4 separate regions of the Zea mays genome follow, and all the other regions are linked to region 1. Evidence: chromatin contacts called from public Hi-C data. All regions are on one chromosome and are shown on one strand. The core of a region is the stretch at or near the end of the contact, and the rest is flanking DNA. Distances in the headings are between cores, read along the strand shown. Region 1 holds the start of LOC100275522. Region 2 holds the start of LOC100274910. Region 3 holds the start of LOC100284569 (metal tolerance protein C3). Region 4 holds the start of LOC103649841.

What was found. A called contact is a pair of places that touch in the nucleus more often than the background predicts.
Region 2: a Hi-C map of leaf shows a contact between it and region 1, with 6 times the contacts expected there. The contact joins the promoter of LOC100274910 here to the promoter of LOC100275522 in region 1. A contact is called at or near these places in 4 of 25 Hi-C or Micro-C datasets (ear, endosperm, leaf and 1 more).
Region 3: a Hi-C map of bundle sheath shows a contact between it and region 1, with 6 times the contacts expected there. The contact joins the promoter of LOC100284569 here to the promoter of LOC100275522 in region 1. A contact is called at or near these places in 3 of 25 Hi-C or Micro-C datasets (bundle sheath, ear and leaf).
Region 4: a Hi-C map of leaf shows a contact between it and region 1, with 4 times the contacts expected there. The contact joins the promoter of LOC103649841 here to the promoter of LOC100275522 in region 1. A contact is called at or near these places in 10 of 25 Hi-C or Micro-C datasets (bundle sheath, ear, leaf and 3 more).

What each region holds. Positions count from the first base shown.
Region 1 is chr3:22,730,450-22,735,948 of Zm-B73-REFERENCE-NAM-5.0, reverse strand. LOC100275522 reads right to left here and starts at 4,088. Exons shown (of 1, transcript NM_001149581.2): 1 at 2,943-4,088. The coding sequence starts at 4,010. The coding sequence ends at 3,540.
Region 2 is chr3:22,998,679-23,004,348 of Zm-B73-REFERENCE-NAM-5.0, reverse strand. It overlaps LOC100274910, which reads right to left and starts at 3,724. Exons shown (of 1, transcript NM_001149162.2): 1 at 2,728-3,724. The coding sequence starts at 3,587. The coding sequence ends at 3,135.
Region 3 is chr3:23,044,736-23,050,752 of Zm-B73-REFERENCE-NAM-5.0, reverse strand. It overlaps LOC100284569 (metal tolerance protein C3), which reads right to left and starts at 1,331. Exons shown (of 6, transcript NM_001157464.1): 1 at 1,071-1,331. The coding sequence starts at 1,209.
Region 4 is chr3:22,454,842-22,460,757 of Zm-B73-REFERENCE-NAM-5.0, reverse strand. It overlaps LOC103649841, which reads left to right and starts at 4,356. Exons shown (of 2, transcript NM_001323508.1): 1 at 4,356-4,572; 2 at 4,742-5,916. The coding sequence starts at 4,956.

The sequences.
Region 1 (5,499 bases), core at 2,839-5,338:
ATTTACGAAATCCCAATATCAGGACAGATAAGAACATTCGGCGAACAGCTTTCAAGTATGTTTTGATGAGTGATGAACTTTACCGCCGAACAGTCAATGACGTCCTGCTGAAGTGCTTGGGCCCAGATGATGCTATATTAGCCATGGCCGAAGTACATGAAGGAATTTGTGGTACTCATCAATCGGCTCCAAAGATGAAGTGGTTGTTGCGAAGGTCTGGTTTTTATTGGCCTAGTATGATAGCTGATTGTTTCAAGTACTACAAGGGATGCCAAGTGTGTCAAAAATTCGGCGACCTACAGTTGGTCCCTGCAGCCGAATTGCATCCTATCATCAAGCCTTGGCCGTTCAGAGGGTGGGGATTAGACTTTATTGGAGAAATTCATCCTTCATCATCAAAGGGGCATCGGTTTGTGTTAGTTGCCACTGACTATTTCACCAAATGGACTGAAGCCGTTGCTCTGAAAAACATGAGGCACAAGGAGGTAATTGAGTTCATAACTGAGCATATTATTCATAGATTCGGCATTCCCCAGACCTTGACTACAGATCAAGGGACTTCTTTTATGTCAAAGGAGGTACGTGAATTTGCTGAATTATACAGAATTAAGCTGCTTAATTCATCTCCATATTATGCTCAGGCCAATGGACAGGCCGAGTCTAGTAATAGGACATTGATTAATTTGATAAAAAAGAAGATATCTGATAATCCTAAACATTGGCATAAGATTTTGTCCGAAGCTTTATGGGCTCATAGAATATCTAAACATAGTGCTACTAAAGTATCTACTTTTGAGCTTGTCTATGGGCAGGAAGCAGTATTGCCTGTGGAAATAAGTTTGAATGCTGTCAGGTTCGCTTGACAAAATGATTTAACTGTCACTGATTATTATAATTCAATGATGGATAATATTGATGAGGTGACCGACAAGAGGGTGATAGCTTTGGGAGCAATAGAAAAGGACAAGATTATGGTAGCCAGGGCCTACAACAAGAAGGTCAGAGCAAAGTCATTTCAAGTAGGAGATCTGGTGTGGAAGACCATCTTACCTCTAAGGAATAAAGACCGGAAGTTTGGAAAATGGTCGCCAAGCTGGGAGGGTCCTTATAAAGTAAAACAGGTGATGTCTGGCAACGCCTATTTGCTACAAACATTACAAGGCAAGGATTTGCCTAAGGCTTTGAATGGGCGTTTCCTCAAACAGTACCATCCTAGTATGTGGCAAGATGCCTAAGAGAACCGATGTGAGTACATCGAGTTAGTTGCTTTTGGTTCGCCCAGCTCCACCAAAAGGCAAGGGGGCATATGTTTGAACTGTAATTGAGCACTGGCGGACGGTCCGGCCCTGAGGCCGGACAGTCCGCGGTCCGGACAGTCCGCGCCTGGGGGCCGGACGGTCCGCGCGTGCGCAGAACAGATTAGGGTTCCGAGTATTGTGCCATGGTTGTTGGCTAAAATCATGGGATAAGCTCGGAAATTAGTTTGTAAAGGGTCCAGCCCCCCTCCTCTATAAATAGAGAGGTCTACGGACGATTTGTAATCATCAATCGAATCAATACAACTTCTATTTCGCATTTTATCTTAGGAGTAGTTCTAGTCTAGTTTAGGTTTAGCTATCCAATCCCCAAATTCTTCGCCTCTCCTCGACTCTACGTCGATTAGAGGAGTCTAGGTCGGCCAGCCCGAGCCTAGACACCACCTAGGATCTCTACTCCCCGACGGGGTCCCTCCCGGGAGCGAGATCCAGGCGCCGTCGGTGATCTTCCGCCGTCCCTGCGTACGCGCGGACCGTCCGGCCCTAGGGCGCGGACCGTCCGGCCGTCAGGCAGAAGCCCCAGCCGCGCACCAGGCCGCGGACCGTCCGGCCCTAGGCCGCGGACAGTCCGCCCTTGCGCAGAGAGCATCACCGCGCCTCGCACCAGGCCGCGGACCGTCCGGCCCCTGCGCGCGGACCGTCCGCCCCTGTGCAGAGGGCACCGCCACGGTTCTTGTTGAATGTTTGGCGCTCCGAAAAGGCGTCAACAAGACTCGAGCCGCAGCCCGCAGGCTATGCTTTGGGCAGAAGATAAAACCAGTACGCAAACAAAACTTTGTGCCGAACAGAAAACGACAAAGAACGGCTATTTAGGCTCGTCATCTCGGGATAATTAGTTGCCAAAAAAAAGGCGTTGAAACTTGAAAGGAAAAAAAAACTGATTTGATGCTCGAAGACAAGGAACCCAAATTTGTTTGTTTTTCTTTTTGTGCCGACAGCATGAATTTCATCTTTAATCTGCGCATATGTAGTTCATTAACACTGCTCATTTTTACTTTTTGTGCCGACAGCATGAATTTCATCTTTAATCTGCGCACCTGTAGTTCATTAACACTGCTCATTTTTACTATTTTCTAGTAGTAATGATCGAAGCTAAAGCACTTTTTCTAGTAGAGAGTGATAAAACTAATCATTGTTGCTGAACCAAGGGGATTGATTTAAAATTCCCTTTAAATAATGTTATTTACGAGTGATGCATAGTGTTTGATCCATATTTAAGGTGACCAAATCTGATGAAATTGTTTAAATATTTTAGGCTCCGTGATGGTCATGTAGGCTGTAGCAGCTGCTGGGTGTTGGTATAGAAACGGTTGCGGAACAGAGAGTTAAGTACCTCCTGCGACCCAATCTTTTGTCCAGAAAGACACATTGTGTCTGACTAAACTTGAAATTAGTATTATCAACATTTATAGCTAAATATATTTGTTTTTAGAAAGCTAAATATGCTTGTTGTAGATATATATTAGACCGTCGATTCAATGATACTTACGAACGTGTATACAAAAAAATATCACTCTGTCCGAAAATAATGATGGTTTTATCTTTTTAGTTGATTCATACCATAACTAATATATTTATTTTATATATGTGTTTAGATTCATGCTCCGCTATTTGAATATAAATATAAAAAACAATAATATTTTGAAACGGAGGGGGATGTACGACCTTTCTAGGAATGAGTAAGCAGCTAAAATATCCAAACTGTTCGGGATTGAGTCGCAGAGCGCAGTTCCAATATGTGTGGGCAGTTGCATTATACACCCAAGTAACCGGCGAAGAAACATGGACGACATTTCGGCCTCGCAACGTTTTGCCCACATGCCCAAGCTCTAGTGAACTTGAAATCGCAATCCCGTAGTAGCACACACCGCCTGCACAATTCTACATAGCTATCAAATCCTGCATACAGTACTTCGCTAAACAAGTTTTTGGGTGCTGATGCGCTTGATTGAAATTGCTGCCGTTGTTCTTATGTATGAATCGAGAACGTCTTCCGGGCAGACACTGCGCGATCGATGGAGCAACGAAGAGCGCGCTTGGAATTGCGCCATTGCAGACACGCGGCATTATCTAGTCGACTAGCAAACCTCGCCTACACATCCTCCGCCCGCATTCCCCCGTCACTGTACCAAGACACTACCTCCAACCCCTGGGGCAGGGCAGAGCAAGACCAGCGAAAGAAGCATCGCCACCGGCTCGGTTGTCTGTCTCTCAAAGGTTCGTTCACCAGATGCTCCAAATGTCGTGGTCGAAGGCGGCCACCTCGGCGGCGCCGCCGCCGGCGCACCGGAAGTCCTCCTCCACGAAGGGGAACCAGCCGAGCAGCTTCTCCTCGTCCACGCCCCACGTCCACCACGCCGCCGCGCTCAGCCCGGCGTCGAGGTCCCAGTCCACGGCGCTCGCGTCCGCGTCCGCGTCCCCGTCCTTGTCCCCGCCGACGCACACGTCCGGCACGGTCGGAGCCGTTTCCGGCCCGGGCGACGACGCGGCCGAGGCGGCATTTGCTGCTGCTGCTGCTGCGGCGGCGGCGGCGGCGAGGGTCGTGGCCGCCGCGACGCGCGGGCCCGCCGCGGGCTTCGCTTTGGCGCCTGACTTGGGCTGCCTCGGCTGTTTGTCCCGGCGCTGCGGCTTTAGGTTGGCGGCGAGGTCCTGCGGCTCCTCGACCTTGGGCTGCTGCGCTCTGGTTCTCTTCATGTCTGGCTGGCGGTTCTCCGCTTCGGGGCAGAGTTGAGTGTGTTTCGTGGGACGGTGGGAGACTGGGACTGGGAGTGGTGGAGCTCCGAGGCGTTTGGGCGTGCGGCCTTTTGTAGTAGTAGAATGCGGGTGGGGTCTCCGGTCCGCGCCTGGCTTGGGTTCGGCAGAAGCGCGGCGCGGCGAGGCAAGTGGGCTGTGTCTCTGCATGGTTAGTGGTGACTGCTGATGTGATGACCTGCCCCAGTGGCCGAGCGAGTGGGCTGCAGAGGCCGCCGCAGCCGCAGCCGCCGCGCGCCGACCTCTCTTTCTCTTCTCGGGTTTCATGTGCATGGTGCAGCGCACCTAGGCTGGCCGACTAGGCGAGTCCCGGATCGTGATGGAAACTGGTGTGGATGGATTAGACTGCCAAAGCTCATTGTCACGGTCACACAAACACACATGGCTGTTGCTGTGTATTTACGATCGGATGATTTTGCTACTAGCATAGAACACAAAGTTTGTAGCAGCCATCCCTGCGCTCGACCCACGATCGTCATGTTTTTTTTTGCACCGCACCACTTGCAAGAGCGACAGTGAGATCGTGGTGCGCCTTCATGGCCAGTGGGCGGCTGGAATCCGGCGTGTCGCCTTTCCGCCGAGCAGGCGGGCCAAAGCTTGTGATGCTGGTACGCACCGTACTACGTTCGGTAGGGCACGATGCGTGCAGCTGTGCATGCACGGGGCGAGCATGGAACATGGCGCCGCGCGGCCCGGCAGCCTGTGTATCCCAGCCTGCTCCTGCGTGCGATCACGTGGAGACGCCGGCGACATGGGGGATGGGGAAGGTGGGCGTGGCGGATCGCGTGCGATCGACCGCGCCGATGGCACACACGCCGACATCGTGAGACGCTCGTAAACAAGTCGAAGCGCACCGGCTCGCATCGGAGGCTGGAGCTGTAATCTCAGCATGTGAGCACGTACGTAGTCAATGGATGGCTATGCAAGTGTATCTCAGTAGTTTATTAATACTATCTCCGTACGGGCGCTCTGTTATCGACCGAAGTATAGGAGTACTCGTAGTCGTAGTCTCGTACACAGGTCCTCGAGCATTTTAGTAGGAGTGCGACGAGTGAAGAAGAAACCGTCGTCGGTGCCGTTGCCGTATCCTGTTAGAAAAAAAACGGTTAGAGCGTATTTAAGTGCACACAGGGTGGGGCCGTCTGTCGGCAAGCTCCGGAATTAATTGCATGACCTAGCTAGCCTCAGCCAGCCTTCAAAGTGGCAGCTGTAGCCTGTATATTCTAGTCTATGCAAGCCGAGCGGCGCACGGCACCTGCTGCTCTGACAGGCGGGGCGAGAAGATTTGGGTGCGTGCGGTGCGGGCAGTTGCGCTGGGCCCGGCGGCCGTTCGTTGGTCCCTCGCGCGCGGCGCGCGGCAACTTGGCTCGCTCGTGCCGTGCCTGCCGGTGCCGGCCGAGCGCGGCTGTCCCGCTACGCTAGGCGCTAGCAG
Region 2 (5,670 bases), core at 2,475-4,974, 270 kb before region 1:
GTCTCCCTATCTAGCTTTTTTGTTTCCCGCGCCTCCATTCCAGAGCTTTGCTCGCTAGGGTTCCCATCCATGTCGCAGATACATATGTATATTGCTTAGAGATATAGGGTACGCAGTATATTTTTTTAGTCTTTTATATTTTTATGAAGAACCTAATATAGAGATATTGGGAGCGGAAATATTAGAAGCTATTGGAGACGCTCTAAGGGGTGTTTTAGAAAATATTTTATCTAAATTATAAACAAAATTACTTGTCTAAATGTCTTCTAAAGATTCATAATTCTAGTTCCACGATTTTGTGGAAGACCTAATGACTGTACCAGCTCCACCAAATGTTCTGGAGCAGTCACAAACACCATCTAGGCCCCCATACGATGGAGCCATATCCTCATTTTGTATACTATTTCTAACATTTTATTTCCTAAACAATATGATGTATTTCAGAATAACATGATATAGGACCTGATTGATGAAACTGTAATTATATGAAACTGTATTTCATAATGTTTTGGCCGCGAGACGTTGTCTCAGCCTTTGTATTCTTTTGTTCTGATTTTCGGTATACTTTTGATAAAGCCTATGTCTCTTTTTATACTGCAACACATGACGTCGCGCGGCCCACTACGGCCTATTGTTTACATGGGTCACTCTAGCCCACTTATACGGACATATATAGGATGGCGACTTCTCTTGGTGCGCTCCTATTTCTGTGGCATTGCTTCATGAACCTCAGTTACTTGCTGTGCATGGTCTTCGTTCTCACGCTCCTCCATTATACTACTGCTGACAGGCAGGCCGGCCGGGAATGGCCGAATTGGAGGAGTCGGGAGGGGGGACATGACAGCGAAAGAGATTAGCAACGACCCGGTCACCGGACTGTGACGCGATGGGTCCGAAGCGCATTTTATTTTATTATTATCCACCGTACCGTACCGTGTCGTGTCACGTGTGCGATCCCCATGGTGTCTGTCTAGCGAGACCGCTCTCCCTCGTGTTTCCTGCGTCCAAGTCACAGAAAACGATTCGAGAACTCGACGAGTATCTGTCTGCTGTCCTCTAGGCGGCTACGGCGAGTCGGCGACGCGGTCCACTCGGTCGCATTAAAATATCCGGCGGCCGGCGACCCAACAGCCACCCGACCCAGCAGACGGGACACGGGGCGGGGCGCAGAGCACGGCCCGCACCCCACACGTACACCTCACCTGAGAGTCACCTCAGGCATGCATCACGGTCTCGGCCCCGCTTGGCACCAAACCAAGTGTGTCCACCACCACCAGTCCACCACATATGTCCATCGCGCACGCACGCACGCACGCACCTGGCGTCACGCGGCGACGTGTGCCTGCTGGCGTCGGCCATGGCAGCTGTCCACATACAGTACGTACTAGCAAGCACTAGAGCAGACAGACAGGTACCGGCGCCGGGCCACCATGTGCGTGCCCGACGACCTTTTTGCTGCGTCTACTGCTATCCAAGTCTACAATATCTGCCTAGTGCCTTCTGCTCTGCTACCAGTAGGTAGCACATGGTGCGGTGGTGCCGTGCGGGGGCGAACCGTGCGACGCGTGCACGCAGGCACAGCACAGCGCACAGACGACGCAGCTGGCGCTGTGCAGTGCAGTGCATGGCATGCGCGGTCCGGTCCGTCCACACGAACACGACCACACTGAGCTTCCGTTCCCCGTTGCTCTACTGCGCGTCTAATTAAACGCTACGCCATGTGCGTTCAAACCTAGCCCTGCCCCCACTCGCGCTAGGTCCCCGGCCGGTCTCCTGGGTTCACACGCCTAGAGCGTACGTACCCGCGTAGTACCGAAACGGAAGTCGTGAATCTGTGATGCTTCGTACACAGATCGAGATGGTCGGGCTCTAGACTTGATTTGCCAATAATCTTGACGTAGATCGATCGCTCCAACAAGCAACTGATTGCGTGCTTTAGGCTCCATGTCTGGTCAAGAGCTACTATATACTGTATTCGGGGCCACGATGACAATGTGTCATCATATACTTGCTTTGACTTGACCATACAACCAAGGTAATGAATGGTTCTTTCTCAATTATTTACGTACAGCGTCGGAATACATTTGTCCTTCCCTGGTGCTGTCCGATGGTTAGCAATCAAAGTTGGCTCGCCTATCAGTAGCAATATCAACTTGCTTTTTTGTGAAGGGAAATGGAACGGCGGCAGCGGCGCACTCAAAACGTGTGCCTACAAAGTCAACAGCTCGTACAGTAAGCCTTGTACACATGGACGGCCGACGGGTTACGATTCACCAAGTAAAAAATAAATGAAATACTGCATGCGCGAGCGCGACAAAATAAAAAGTCCACAAAATTATCCGCGGATCAGGGGGGGGAGGGGGGGGGGAGTTTTTCCAGCGCTACAAGATAGTAGCAGGTGGGATTGGTAATTGTTGACGATGCTTTTTAGTCCAAAAATATATATGCTGCAAATTTTTATTGGGTACTCATGAAGATGCTATGACAACAGAGGTACTCTTCTTTTTTACGAAACACTATCCTAATTAATTAACCTTCCAAATCGGTAAGAAAAAGAATTACAGTTTGTTCATCACAGAAGAAATGTGCTACAATAATATGTGTGCGAACGGACAGATCCATTCAAGTCCAAAAGCTATGCTATATTAATAGTATATATCATTAATATAATACTGTATACATAAAACTAATAAACATGCCATCGTTAGCAGTCATAGGTTAAAAATAATACATAAAACGCAACGAATAGTTAAACACGTCATTTTTTCGGACGGTACATCAACTGCTCCGATTAAAAGGTATTTTCCTGCAACCAAAGCAACGAACCAGTCTCACCTGTCCACACGGAGCAGCGCACCAAAGAGAGCCACTAAAAAAATTACGATTACATGATGGGGATTCGGATCAGTAATTCACCGAGGGGAAGGTACGCACTGTGTGTGCTGTGCTGTGCCGCCCGCGGACGATTGCGACCACCGTCGGCTCTCGGCTGACATGACATCACCGACTCACCGGGCCAGCCACCTCCCAGCAGCAGCCGAGCTGACGCGCACGCCCAACGGCCCCACGCTACGGCTCTCCTTGGCTGGCGCGGTGCAGGAGGCAGGTGACGATGCGCCGCGCGCTACGCTACGCTACGCCTGGACGCGCGCCGAGCGAGGGGTGGCCGGCGCCTCCGGCTCCGGCTCCGCGTTCAGGTCCAGCCCGGCACGCGGCGACGGGGCGGTAGCGCGGACGACGGCTACAGGCTCGTCGGGCCGCGGCTGCGCCGGCTCCTGCTGCGTGGGGGTCGGGGTCTCAGGCGCCGGCGCGCCAGGGGCCGGGGTCGCGAAGTCCTCCCAGGAGAAGCTGGGCCGCCACGCCGGCGCGCGCGGGGCGGGCCGGGCGCCGGCGCCGCACAGCCGGCGGGAGGCGTCGCGGATGCGCCGCAGGATGGCGTAGAACTCCTCGACCTCGGCGTCCGAGGCCTCGTCGACGGCGACCGGGGCGGCGGCAGCGGCAGCGGCGGCGGCGGCGTCGGCGTCGCCGGTGATGTCGGCGTCGGGGCGCTTGCGCTTGCGCCTGGCGGTGGCCGCGCTCGCGTCCATGGTCTCACGGGCACGGCGTGCTGAGCAGTGCGCGGGGAGGAGCGGGCATAGCAAGTGTTTGGTGGCTTAGAGGAGTGTTTTCGAAGAAAAGAAAAAGGACCGCTGGTTTATAAGGCGGAAAGAGCAATTATGCGGAAATATGTTCTTTTTCTTTGAAACTTCTCCGGGCGATGGAGTGGTCTTCTTTTTATACGATGGGCCAATTGTTTATGCACACTGTTATATAGTTCTAGCTAACACTACGGTCTAAAAAAGAATAGTTGTCGACAGAGGTAGCATAAGTGAGAATTGGAGATGGGTAGCATGAAGAAATTACCCCATTAAAGATACTCCCTCCGTTTCTTTTTATTTGTCGCTGCATAGTGCAATTTTGCACTATCCAGCGACAAATAAAAAGAAACGGAGGGAGTATCTATTAGTCCATTAAGGGTTTGTTTGGGATCAAAGGTAATGGAGTGGATTGAGGGGGCTAAAATCCCTCACTACTTAATTTTGAATAGTGAGGGATTATAGCCCCCTCAATTCCCTCCATTACCCTTTGTCCCAAACAAGCCCTAAAGGTTTGCACCACCAGACGATGCACGTAGTAGTTTAGCGCCTCCACGAACCGCTTCATCATCGTCGCGACGTTGTGCCACGACTCTATTTTGTAACCACCACCACCACTTTGGGTGATAGGCCCCACATCGCACATAGGAACGTGTCCGCGCACGACATCGACGGGACACACTGGTCTCTAGGCTCAGGTGTCGTTGATAACTGTCGATGTCGTTGCTCTGTTGGTGGCAGCCATCCTTGCCAGAGTCGTCAGGGGAGGCTAGGAGGTAGTGCAGCTATAGACTGGAGGTCATAAGCTCATGGCCCGCACCTCACATGTCTTCACTTGGAGCTACTCCATGTCCAGCGCCTCCAACCGGGATACGACTAGGTTAAACTAGAAGGGCACGTCTAGTCGCTCCGCCTCCATGGTCAACACCATGGCTATGTGCGTGAGCACGTCCCTATACTCGTGCATGGTTAAATCCACCAAATAAATTGCACTTAGGCTTAACAGACCATCAAAACCAATGGTTCAGATCGTTGGATAACTCACTCTCCCTTACTCACATAAATCCAATGGACAATATTATTTGCATTATCCCTTATCTTTCAACCCTTCCCTCCCCCTTGCCCTCACTAGCATATAGCTTGTGTGTCACACCCGGTTTCAGAAGTCAAACCGAATGTGAACTATGTACGTGGAAGGATAAGAACTCACATACACAACGATTACATAGATAAAATACCATTGCACAATGCTCTAATAATAACATAAAGGGTATTAGACTTACAAGAAACAGATGTCGAAGACACCAACATATTCATTGACTTCACAATTATCAAAGTGCTAAAACGGAACGTAGCTAAGATAAAGGACTTCCATTGGTAATTGACTCGGGGATTACACTTATCGAGGAAATGATCCCTGGTCTCTAGGACCTGCCAGTTAGATAGTGCAATGAGGAAAGAGCCCTTGATCGTTGGGGTCGTTGGTCAGTTGAGAGAGGTGGATACGTCAACCCTGAAAGAGTCCACCCCCGGTCGAACCTCGCGCCATCGAGCCCAAGGTCGGGCGTGACGGAACTAGATGGGAGGGGACGAGCTTGTCGAAAGGGAATCACTCGAGTGGATCACGCGTCTGGCCTTAGACTGGCCTATCATAAATAGCCGACCACATTTAACCATGCTTGGCACTGAGCCATAGCGCGGGCGCCGATCCACTTCCCACTCATAACCCCTCGGGTCAAATACACATTCATGACCTACGAGCTCCCGGGACCGCGACACATTAATGGCCTGCACGTCACTTGCCCTACGACGCACTCATGGTGAAAGGGAATTAGGCTTACACCTAGTTCCTAAATTATTTTGGTGGTTGAATTGCCCAACACAAATAATTGGACTAACTAGTTTGCTCTAGATTGTATGTTCTACAGGTGCCAAAGGTTCATCTACAACTATACTAATTCGACTGACCGGAATACCGTAGATTATTCCGGACAGGAGAAGCTTTTTGGAAAAACAGGCCAAGCGCGGACCGTCC
Region 3 (6,017 bases), core at 82-2,581, 320 kb before region 1:
CGTGCAAACATGCATGCATGGAGGTTGCTATCGAACTATTTTTTATTATTATTTTGCAACTACATTTCTATTTAATACTTACAATTTGCTGCGCCGCGCGCGATGTTGCAATGCATACGATATATAGTGTGAGTTGAAACTGTAGGGTTTTGCTTGCACTTAATACTGTAGCAGAACGATGTTTGTTGGGGTTATTTTTTATAGCTGATAGTCACGGATATGGTACAATCTGCAATTATTTCATTAGCATCAATGTTCTTTTGCTTTTGTCTGTTTGATAATTATGTTTTGATCTATACTACGTACTGCAATTCATGAGTTTCTGATCGAGTTCAATATGAAAGTATGATATGCACTTGTTTCGATCATTAATTATAGCACTGGTATTTCTTGATTTTTCTCTTTTTAGAAGCTATGTTTTGTTCTATACTTCAGTTCTGTATTTTCTAAGTTGTAATTACTGTATGATGTGCACTGTTACGCCATTCATTACAGCATCAAAGTTCTTCGTAATTCACGTGTTTTCTACCAAAACGCTAGCTAGTTTTTTTTTCACCAGAAAATGTGCTAGCTCGAGGAAACCAATACGGGCCATTGCCTTCGTGACAGCAATTTGAATACACTAGAAGTATGTAACTATCGCCACTTCGGTACTTTGCAATAAGTGTGTGCAAGCAGCATGCAGCAGCGCCATGCAGAGGACGAAAAAAAAAGATGATTAAAAGGTCCATACAATTATAGGGTCCACATGGGACTCCACTAAGCACCGCTTTTGTTTGTTGCTGTTATATCATCGTGGTTGGTTTGCCATGGCGATCTTTTTCGTTCGGGTGGTATTATCTTGGAGTTAACTATATAATCTAAGATCACTAAAAAGAGGCAAAAAAAAAATCGTGCCTAGTAGTACTCTTAGCAGTTTCCGCCGCCAATCAGGTCGTATCAGTTACCACAAAACCCGCAGCGGAGTTGCATGTGTATAGCAAATGGAAAGGAAAAAAAAACAAGAGACACGATTGATCTGCACTTCTGCAGGATCTCGGATCGAGTTGGACGGAGGTGCCCGTACGTACCGTGGCTGCGGAGGAAGACCCTGGCGACGAAGGGCGGCTCCTTGGGCCGCTCCGGCATGTGGAAGTCGCTGACGTTGAGCCGCCACGACGCCGTCGGCCCCGCCCTCAGCCCCTCATTGTGGTCGTCGTCGTCGCCCATGCCGCCGGCCAGAGGATCCGATCGAGGGTAGATTCGTCGGATGAAGGAATGGGGACTAGCGCGGCCAGAGAGTCGGCGCAACCACAGGATCGGACGGCGGCAGGACAGTGGGGGAGAACGGTGTGGTGGGGGTGTTTTATATATAGATGAGCAGTTATGGTGGTGGTCGTGGTGGTGGCGGCCACACTCCCGCACAGATCAGATGACTAGATCAGAGATTGAGAGCGCATGCACAACGGCAGGTGGCTGGGACGGCGAGGTGCGCGCCGGCCGCGCGCGCGTACGTCGCCTCGTCCGTTGTTGCTTTCCACACGACCCTTGTGTTGAACATATCTGGTATAAACCAACTCCTCCGTGCAATTATAAAACTTCTAATTTAGGTCACATGATATTAATCGCTACAGGGGCTTGATAATTTTACACGTAACTATCCACTGCTAATCACATTTTTTTAAATCTCCCCTCTCACACCCCCGCACGCCCCCTTATCAGAATCATGTGATTTAAATTAGAAGTTTGCACTATATATATTTACACGGAGGGGTTAGTTTGCACTATATAGATTCTCTTCTTTTATCCGAGAGATCGAGCGCGGATGTGAGAGGCTGGGCAGGGGGAAGTGGCGCGGTTGGGGGTCGTGACGGCTTGAAAGATTTGGTGCATGCATGCCTCGCTTTTAAAAACTTGTGCGTTAGCGCCCGTCGAGTCACCTTTGTTGCACAGTCTTTAAAATTTGTCGAGTCACGACAGGGCTTGGGTCAGGTCAGCTCACTCCTCCATCAGCCGGCGGCGCGCGGTCAGGTCGCAGACTCCGGCCTAGCAGTAGCAGGCCATGTCTGCATGCGGTGCGGGCACGGGGACACTGACAAGACGACACGGCGGTAGAGCGGTACACGTTGGAGTGGCCGACGCGGCACACCCGAAGTGGGAGCTGATGCGGAGAGATGGGACTGTTGAGAACTACGTCACCACGGATCACCAGATCCGCTCCCTTCCCTCCCGTCAGCAGTAGAGGCGTAAGAAGCTGTAGAGTACCCGTCTCCCTTCCCATAAGCACGACAGAGAGCACACAAGACACATGATGTAGGGTTGGGCCTCTGGCATCTTTCTATTCTATGTATTATGAGGGGTGTACATGTTCCTTATATAGAGATGTGAGACCCCTCAGGGGCAAAGCAGGTATTTGCCCACATAACCCTAACTAGGGTTACTTAACACTCCCCCTTGGGCGAATACCGCGACCAACACATGCCTCGTTAAAACTCCGAAAAACCCAGTGGGAAAAATATGGAGAAAGAGTGCATGGTGATACAAATTGCATTTGCATTTTGTTGCCTCGTTAAAAACCTCATGTGAGAAACTTCAAGAAAACTCACCAAGGGAAAAAAGAGTACAACAACTGTCATCGGGACAGATTTCGATCCTTTGGGATCTAGATTCTATCGAATCTTCTACAAGGGCTAACTTTAGAAATGTGCTCCCCTGATCCTTGCAAAATCGTATCAATAAGGCAAAACATATTCTTCTGGAAGTATATGCACATAAAGATTCAGCAAACGGATTGCATATCCTTGCAAGGACTATTTCAGGAACTTTACCTCTACTCACTTCTAGGATATACGAGGTAAGTGCACGTATCAATATAAATAAGCCACTTTGACTGATGGTGTTCGATCGACTAGATCTATATATTTGATAGAAAGTTTTATAAAGGTTCACATATTGATCATCAAGCTCACGCCTTCAGGGCATAGAATATGACATTTATTGTCTCACGGTTGTGATCAATATAAGCATTCGCTCCCCCTGACGATGACATCTGTCAAAGTCTTTATCCTTCATAACTCAAGCATATTCTTCAAGATATATGTCTCATTGTTCATCTGGAATAACGAGAATGAATGAGGTTGGGGTGCTATCATTTTCTATCTTACACCACAATTTATACATAGTTGTGCAAAGCAAATAACATGTCCTTCAATAGGACTTAGGGGATAATATAGTTGCAATAGTACATATTCTAAATATGATACATCGCTTGAGGCGTTCATCCATTGCAACATCTATGATGGTGTAACAAAAGTCCATCTAAGATCGTAATCCATCAGGGATTTTTCATCGATCAGATACATCGTTATAGTCTGTCATTCTAGCACAATGGGGATATTTTGCTAGTAACACCTAAACCTTATAGGTTTCTGTCATCAGGGCTTTGAGGATACCGTAATTCCACATCTAGTGGAAATTACCATGAGTAAAACTCATGGAATGCACATGTGCTTATTCGGTGAACTTCAAGTCCTTTGGTACCTCATCTTATTCCTTTTCGGGTCTGTATGGGTCTTTATCCCTTTACAGAGATTATCAAACTTTGGTGTTCAACACAGACTTTGTTTCTTCTGGATAGGTTCCATCTGGGAACGATAGTCTCAACTAGGAGATATTCTCCCTACATAGGAGAGTGATCATTCATCAGGAATGTATTATTCGGTATGAGATTTATATGTTGCATATTTATAATTCAAATATATGAGTCCTTCTAGGATCTCATGACGGATCTTCAGAATCCTATTAACTGCATATTTTAATTCATGCCATTTGCCAGATATATTACATAGCGGAACAGTGTTTATTCAACACATACGTGGGATGGGTCTCTCACAAGACCACTTGAACCATCGCATTCACCACACATTATTTCAATAGTGCCCATAAATGTCCGAAATTCAAGCTCGTGACTTTCATTTTGCGATTATTGGTTCAGCCTCGATTGCATTTATCATTGACCCGATAAGAGAGCTTCAAGCACTCATGCCTAGGACTTTGTTTTGGATCCCTTTGCAATCTATAAAGGCAAGATAGGTGTCGACACATTTGTATCCCACATTTAATAATGATCTCCGTTATTTCCCAAAACGAAAGATTCATTGTTCCATATTCCCAGCACAATGATATTGCGCGCATTGCTAGGAACTTCATCATCAAGATGAACCTCTTCGTGAGGCAAATCACCAGCAGGGCGAGTTCATCGGAGGAGAGTTATTACAGACCACGTGAATCTGCAATCAGAACATATGCTTTGACTAAGACCAATGGATCATATTCGCAGGCGTCCCCGAGAATAGATCAAATGTCAATAAGTCAAATGTGGATATTATATTAATCCCGGGTATATCCACATCTACATCAGGTAGAAGCATTCAGACCAATATGGTTACTCCTCAACGATTTCTGGCAAACTCCATATACACAGGAGTACACACCGAACGACATATTCAGTTTGACTTTTGTGCGTTTAATAGAATATTGAGGCATTACACTATATGGGCATTCCTCCCCCTAATGCCGAGATGTTCTAAAAACATACATATAAAATCCCCAACCACAATCATCCAGTTGTGGCCAATGTATGCTATTGTGGTGATTTATTTGGGAAATCTTACGCACATTACAGATAGGGGTTTTATGCAGTGAGCTTTGGACTTAGATTAATGTAGTGGCATGAATACTACATATTTGTCCTTCACATGAAGGGTTAGTCTCAACATCCAGCGAGACACGCAACAACAAGTTGCTTCATGGTTACAATTCTGCAAACTTATTGTTATTATTACCAAATGCACAGTCAATCATTAAGATTTAGACTAACACGCACAACACTATTTTATCCATAAGGCTTCTTCAGGGGCTCATGAATACCATTCGTCATTTGGAGCCATTAGTTGACTTCAGATCAACAAGTAAAATGACCATCAAGGTCTAACGCTCACAAAGACATTCACTGGTTGTATTGTGCTTTGAGGCACATAGGAAAATGTGTGTTTATATTGGTAGTAGAGTGCACGACATCAGGCCAATGCTGCCAAGCAGAGATTTTTATATGCAGAGATGTATAGTCCAGCTCGTTTTATTATTGCCCATTGTTTACCCAATTACTCATACCAATCTGAAATTGGGTATCAATTTATGCAACATTTTTAGGTATTATAATTTTGAGAGAGAATTTATAACAATAGTTAATAATTTGTGATGCTGCCAGCAGGACAAACATTTCTCCTCATATTATATACCAATTTGTTCTATAAAGCATTATTTCGATCTCTTCGTTGTTCGACAAAAAGAGAAGCTTTGGAATAGAACAGACAAGGCCAAGAATTCATTTTATCTAGGAAAATCACCATATAACTAGCTTTTGATGAAGCAAATGATGATAACTGCTTGGCAAGAACGAAACAATACTGGTATCCGCCTAGGATCCATCTTCAACACCAGATAGTACTGCTCTCGTACGAAGAAATCATCAGGAGTAGAGAGGATACAATAGGTCTCTACAAGATCTTCATATTTCTATCACAAATTATCATCACTAGTAGTTTATAGGTCAAGAATTATGGATCTTCCGGTGCCAAGGACCAATGACATATTAATGCCCAATTACACTTCAAGCTCTGTGGTGATGTGGGATTTCATAGTTATTTGTCTACTCTTCTCACTTCTGGTAGATCAGAGGTAGATAATGGTAAGCATGCCAATGGGTGGAATTCAGTGTAGTTTGGCTACATAAACCCCCATAGGTGTCCATTCAGGACCGACCTTTACCATTTAGCTTACAGTGTATACCAAACTTGTCAAAGGACTATCTCGAGTCAATTCAGTGACTATAAGTATTTACAATTCCGAGAGATGTATGCGGCACAAGCATAGAGGTCCTACATAGAACGAGTAAAGTGGTTCGACGGGAACACACTATGGTTTTCACACCAACATAGTGAAAATTTTCTCAGAATAACCTCTCGGTATACTCGTAA
Region 4 (5,916 bases), core at 3,107-5,606, 280 kb after region 1:
TACTGTGGCTGTTTCTGTTTACCTGACAAAAGTGAGTGGGTCTGTTCACTGGTGGGTTTCATCTAGTAAATGGCCGAATTGGCTCTTCTAACTATGGAGACTTTTGTAGAGGGATAAAAGTTCTTACTTCCAGCAGAATTTCATAATTTTTGGTTCAGTAGTTTGGGAGATATCGAATTTTAAAGTTAACCATACTGCTGTCTAAAACAGATTCAGTCAGTTATCTTGTCAGATGTTTTAGAACTTGTAGATGGCAGAATTTAATTATCTATTGAATACTGAAGTTGTAGAGTATTTTGTGTAGATACTCCTAGAGTATTTGTTTGATATCACCGCTATTTTAATTTTAAAGATACAAAATTAACAAACAGCGTTGCTGCTGTATGGCATGTGGTTCAGGGTGGGAGTCTTTCCACTGGGTCTTGGTTTCAAGTGTAGGAGTGTTTTGTTGATTGATGGCAAATGTTTGTGAAATATTTGTACTAAGTTTTATGCCCGCTAGCAGGTGGCTACACTCCAGATCATGTCTAGTACATTTTCTTCTTCTTCGATGAAGGCAAGTGAATGTAGCGGTGGTTGCTTCCGTTCTGACCTGTTATTTCTATTGCCTACACTCTAATATTCAGAATTATTGGATTCTTTCATAATTGGACTCTATGGTGATGCTTTACTTGCTTGCATTATACTGATGCTCAATCATATATTGATGACGATTATGATTCGAGTATGACTCATGAGATTAATTCACACCCCTGAAGGTAATTGAAGTATTATTTGAGGTTGGTATTGTATCTGAAGGTAAATGAAGTATTATTTGAGGTTTGTATTGTATCTGAAGGAAGTGAAGTTTATTGATAAATGCAGCATGCCATATACATTGCATGACTCATTTGCATCTGAAGTTTTGTCGTGACCTATGGTCCGACCGTACCGGTACAATTTAGCATCGTACGTTGCCCGAGGAGGGGTACGATGCGGCTTCATACCCTTAGAGGTATGAAGGCAGAGGACATATGCATTGCATTCATATGCATTCATTGAAGTGATATTTGCAGATGATGTGGTTTTATACCCCCAGAGGTATGAAGATAGAGTACCTACACATTGCATTCCTATGCATACATTGAAGTGATATTTGCAGGTATTATTGTTGACGCAGGGAAGTGTTATAGAACCTATTGTGGTTGTTCGAGAAAATGAGATGGTATTGGTTATAGTGGGACTACTGAGTTCTATGTCTACAAGTATTTCTGATTTTAATTGTGACTCTTTTAAAATGTTGATGAATTCAATTTGTGGTTTAAATATCTTGTCAAAATAATTCGCTTGCTGAGATGTTTCATCTCACTCTTGCATTACTCAATGCAGGTGCTTGTTGCTCATCAAGGGAAGTGGGAAGTAGCAGCACATCCACCTTCACTCTTATAATAACGCTGCTTAGGCGCAGTCATGATTTAATTAGAAGCTTCTTGTCAAAGGATGTTTGTTTCTAACTAGTTGTGCGCACTGGTTAATTTAGCTCATGCCGTTATGGTTGTCTTCCCATTGCTAGCAAACTATTAATGTCTATTATGTTTTCTTATCATGATACCTATTTATACTTTGTTTCTTCCCCGTTTATGCAATTTTCAAAGGAGATGTTGTCGAAATTTTATATACGAATGTTAGATGTGTAGTATAGTAGCATTCTGGGGTGTTTGTGGACCCCGGGGTGTTACACCATGGTACCTCGGTCCACAAGCCGTCGCTTGGCCTTCACCTTCGCTTAGTTCCTCGAAGCCCTTTCCTTGCTATCTTCACCCTATCAAGCCATTCTTGAGTCACATCATATTGATCATTCATTGAGAGAATCATTTCTTCAATATTGTGAACCTTGCTTGAATGTCTTCTAGATATAACCGTTAAGATTAATCAAACTCTAGTTTGATTCTCATAGAAGCATATATGGACTGATAGTAATATGGTCAAGCCAATCCACGATTCCTCATATCTTATTCACTTTGGCTTGACCAATCCTCTTAATCATTTCATCCTCTATTCTGATCATATGTATGAAGTGATTTCTCAGGTCTTGTCCATATATTCAGACCAATATAGAGATCATATTATATCCATTTGCATTGTCTAATTGGTTATTTAACCTCGTGTTGAACCTTTGTTCACTGATCATTATACACTATCCAAGTATGTTCATCATACTGAATTTCTTGTTCAACACTTAGCAAAATCGTTAGACCTTTAAATGTGTTGTTATCCAAATCATCAAAACTCACAAAAGGGATGAATGCACTTTTAGCTCAACTATATCTTCGCATAAAAGCATGGGCTTCGGTTGATCTACGGAGGTAGCTTTATCTCTTTTGTGCTTGTACTGTTGATGAGCTTCTGCTTCATCTATGTTATGAATAGCCTTTGAATCTATCCAGTTCCCTTCGGCCCTTCTAGCAGCCTCTTGACTCCCATGCACAACTATGGGGCCTTGGTCTGATGGTATCTTCATGCATAGATATGATGGATGAAGTATTGCTTCGAAGACGTTTAATGTTCCTCGCCCAATGATTGCATTATATGGATACTCCATATCAACAATCTCAAAGACGACTTGCTCTGTCCTTGTATGGTGAACATAGCCGTAGGTAATCGGCATTGTTATCTTGCCAAGTGCCACTATCTACCTTCCTCCAAAGCCACAGAGGGGATGTGTTGCATCATGTATCTTATCATCTTGCTCTTGCATCTGCCTGAAGGCTTTTGCGAAGATGATATCTGCTACGCTGCCTGTATCGACAAGGACATTGTGAACCAGAAACCCTTTGATAACACAAGATATGACCATTGCATCGTTATGGGGATAGTCTTTGAGCTGAGGTCTTCCTGAGAGAAGGTGATTGTAATGTGTGACCATTTGGATTTGATGAAGGGTCCTTATACTCCAACATGTTGTACCATTCTCTGTGCTTCCTTCTTCTGCTTCTTGTTAGCTGGCTCAGAACTTGAACCTCCGTGATTGGGAGCACCAGCTTCGTAGCCGAAGGTGTCACAACTTGATCACCTTGCGAAGCCATTGTCGTGGTCGTGGAAGTGAGTTCTCCGGAGGTGGGCACCAATGTTGGTCACTTGTTCTCGAATGCTGTGAATTAAGAACAAGGCAACACAGTCGCTAGGGATTAAAGACCTTCGTCCTCCGAAACATTGTTTCCTCTTGGATTCAATGATCATCGGACGAAGGCCATGAAGGACATGCCTTCATCATATCATAAATAAATAAAAATGTAAAGAGATAAATACATTGATGATTACTCTTTAATACATTCATACTTGTACTCCGTAAAACATGTATAAATATCAATAAAATTCACGTTATATTGATACATTCGGCTTGCTCGAAGGTGAAGATGCGAGCGAGTGATTACAATTCAGCGTGAACAGTAGGGTGTTATTGTTCATCTATTTATAGGCACGGGACGCATCCCAGGGGAAATTACATTCACGACCCTCAACATTCATCTAGAGACAACCTAGATTAACAAGGTCTATCTGGTCTTTTCTTCTTCTGCTTGACTTGAACAGAAACTAAATGGTAGCTTTGACATTTGACTATGTTGATTCTACATTAAGTCTGTCTTGAGAATTTTCGGCAGAAAAAAAGTAGACTTATGTACCATTTTACCGAAGATGTTTTTGTTGAAAACTTTTGTCGGAAAAGAAGACACCCAACACTTTACGTCGCCGCCATAAGTCACCAGCGTCGTACCATGACTTATGGCGTCTAAAAAAGATTCAAAGAATCATATTACATCCTTTATAAAACCAAACGTATATTCTTTTAGTAAAAAATTAAAATGCAAAAAAAAATGGTTTCCCACAGCCCTAGCAAAACACAATCGCCACTTCATTCCACCCCCCGTTTCGATGATGGGTGGGGACAAAAATACAGGGACCCACATGTCAGTTAAAATCTGACCATGCATGAGGTCATGGCACGGAATAGTTCTTTACTACTAGGCAACCAGCACGTTGTACACTGACTGTGGGGCCAACCGTACCTTGGGTCCACAAGTCACTGTGTGCTTGACAACACAGCATTGGCAGATCCATGTGTACGTTCTCAGCGCCAGGAAATTGCGGCCGTCCTTTCCTCCTTTTCCGTTAAGCCGATAATCTTCAATGACGCACGGGTCCAAGATTAGCTTGGGCCCATATGGCAGTGTGGGAAGCTGAATCCGGACGCGTGACGCGAGGTCTCGCGTGGTGCGGCGGGCACTACGTCGTGGATGGGGAAGGGGATTAAATATCGTCGGACGAGGCGTGGCCAACCCCTTTCGCTCCTCTCGCCGCTTTGGGTTGGGGTTTAAGCGCGTGTAAGGGAGGCCGGAGGCGACGACGACGGCGCCGGCGTCGGAGAAGAAGAAGCAGACAACTCTCGTATATGTCTTCTTGCCCCTTTTCCGATCTGGTGGTCGTAGCGCTCATCATCGCCGTCTTCGCCGTCATCCTCCGCGCCCTCGCTTGCTCTGGCCGATCTATGCGCAAGGGGCTCAACGGCTGGAACAAATCCTCGTCGATGCTCAGGTCCGTGCCTTTTTTCTTTTCCTTTCAATTTCACCCGCAAAAGGTTCATTCTTTCATCGATCTGGGTGGTTTTGACCGGGTTCTATGGCCCTGTTCGTCCAGATCTGGTGATTTCTTGGCTGTTCTTTCCATGGGGTTTTGACAAAAAAAAAATCACTTGTGATGGCAGGGACGGGTTCGGGGTGAAGTATTCCGGATTCCTCCACATAAGGCCGTGCGGCTTCTGTAGAGGAGATTGACGGATTCGGCCGATTTGCGCTCGTCTCCGTCATTTTTTTTGCACCCAGAGTTTCTTGTTTTTCTTTAGAAGTTTTCCCCCATAGTTTTTGGCAATTTTGGCGACAAGTTTTGGAGTTCTCCCCGTCGGAAGAGATAGAAGAGAGATGTCTCCGTTGAACCAGCAACAGGTTCTCCTCAAGAAGGCCCTGGCGAAGAAGCCCAACGCTAAGAAGATGTCTGAGTTTGGCCTTAAACCCTCTGCTGCCCTCTTGAAGTCCCGGACGCAGCAGCTGCCGGCGCCGGTCCAGCCGAGGCGCCGCGTCCGTGTCCTATTTGAGGACCCCGACGCCACGGACTCGGACTCCGACTCGGACGACGAGGAGGCCGGCGGCACCCCATCAAGGACCAAGCGCTTCTCTTTTGAGGCCTTCATCGGCAAGGCCCCAGCCAAGCCGGTTCTCCCGGCGGCGGCCGCTGTCGCCGCGTGCACCAGCGGCGGGGCGCCGGAGCGCTACCGCGGAGTGAGGCTCCGCAAGTGGGGCAAGTGGGCGGCGGAGATCCGCAACCCGTTCACCGGCAAGAGGCAGTGGCTTGGCACCTTCGACACCGCTGGCGCGGCCTCCGCGGCCTACCTGTCCGCCTCCCGGAGCTTCGCCGACGAGAAGCGGCGCCGCCGCGGGCTGCCCGTGGCCGCGTCCTCAGCAGACACTCCGGCAAGCGGCAGCACCCCGACGGCTTCCTCCTCGTCGTCCGCCTCGACCGCTCCATTCGCGCACCCGTCGCCGTCGTCCGTGCTTGAACCGAGCAAGGAAGCGCGGAACACGCAGTCCCCAGAGGCGACGCCCGCCCGGCCGTCGACCGACTCAGCGCAGCTGCCGGAGGACCCAGAGTTCTACCAGGACCTTCTGCGCGGCCTGCAGCTGCCCGACATCGACCCGCTGGACTTCCGCGCCGGGCTGGACGCTCTGGATCTCTCCGATGCGGACTTCGGCCTGGACGACGAACATGACCTCCTGCTCGGGGACTTCGGGGACGAGGAGATGGAGATCGACCTCGACCTCGACGACATCAACGACGTCTTCCCGGAGATGCCCGGCTGCGACCTCGGCCGCGGCATGGACGACT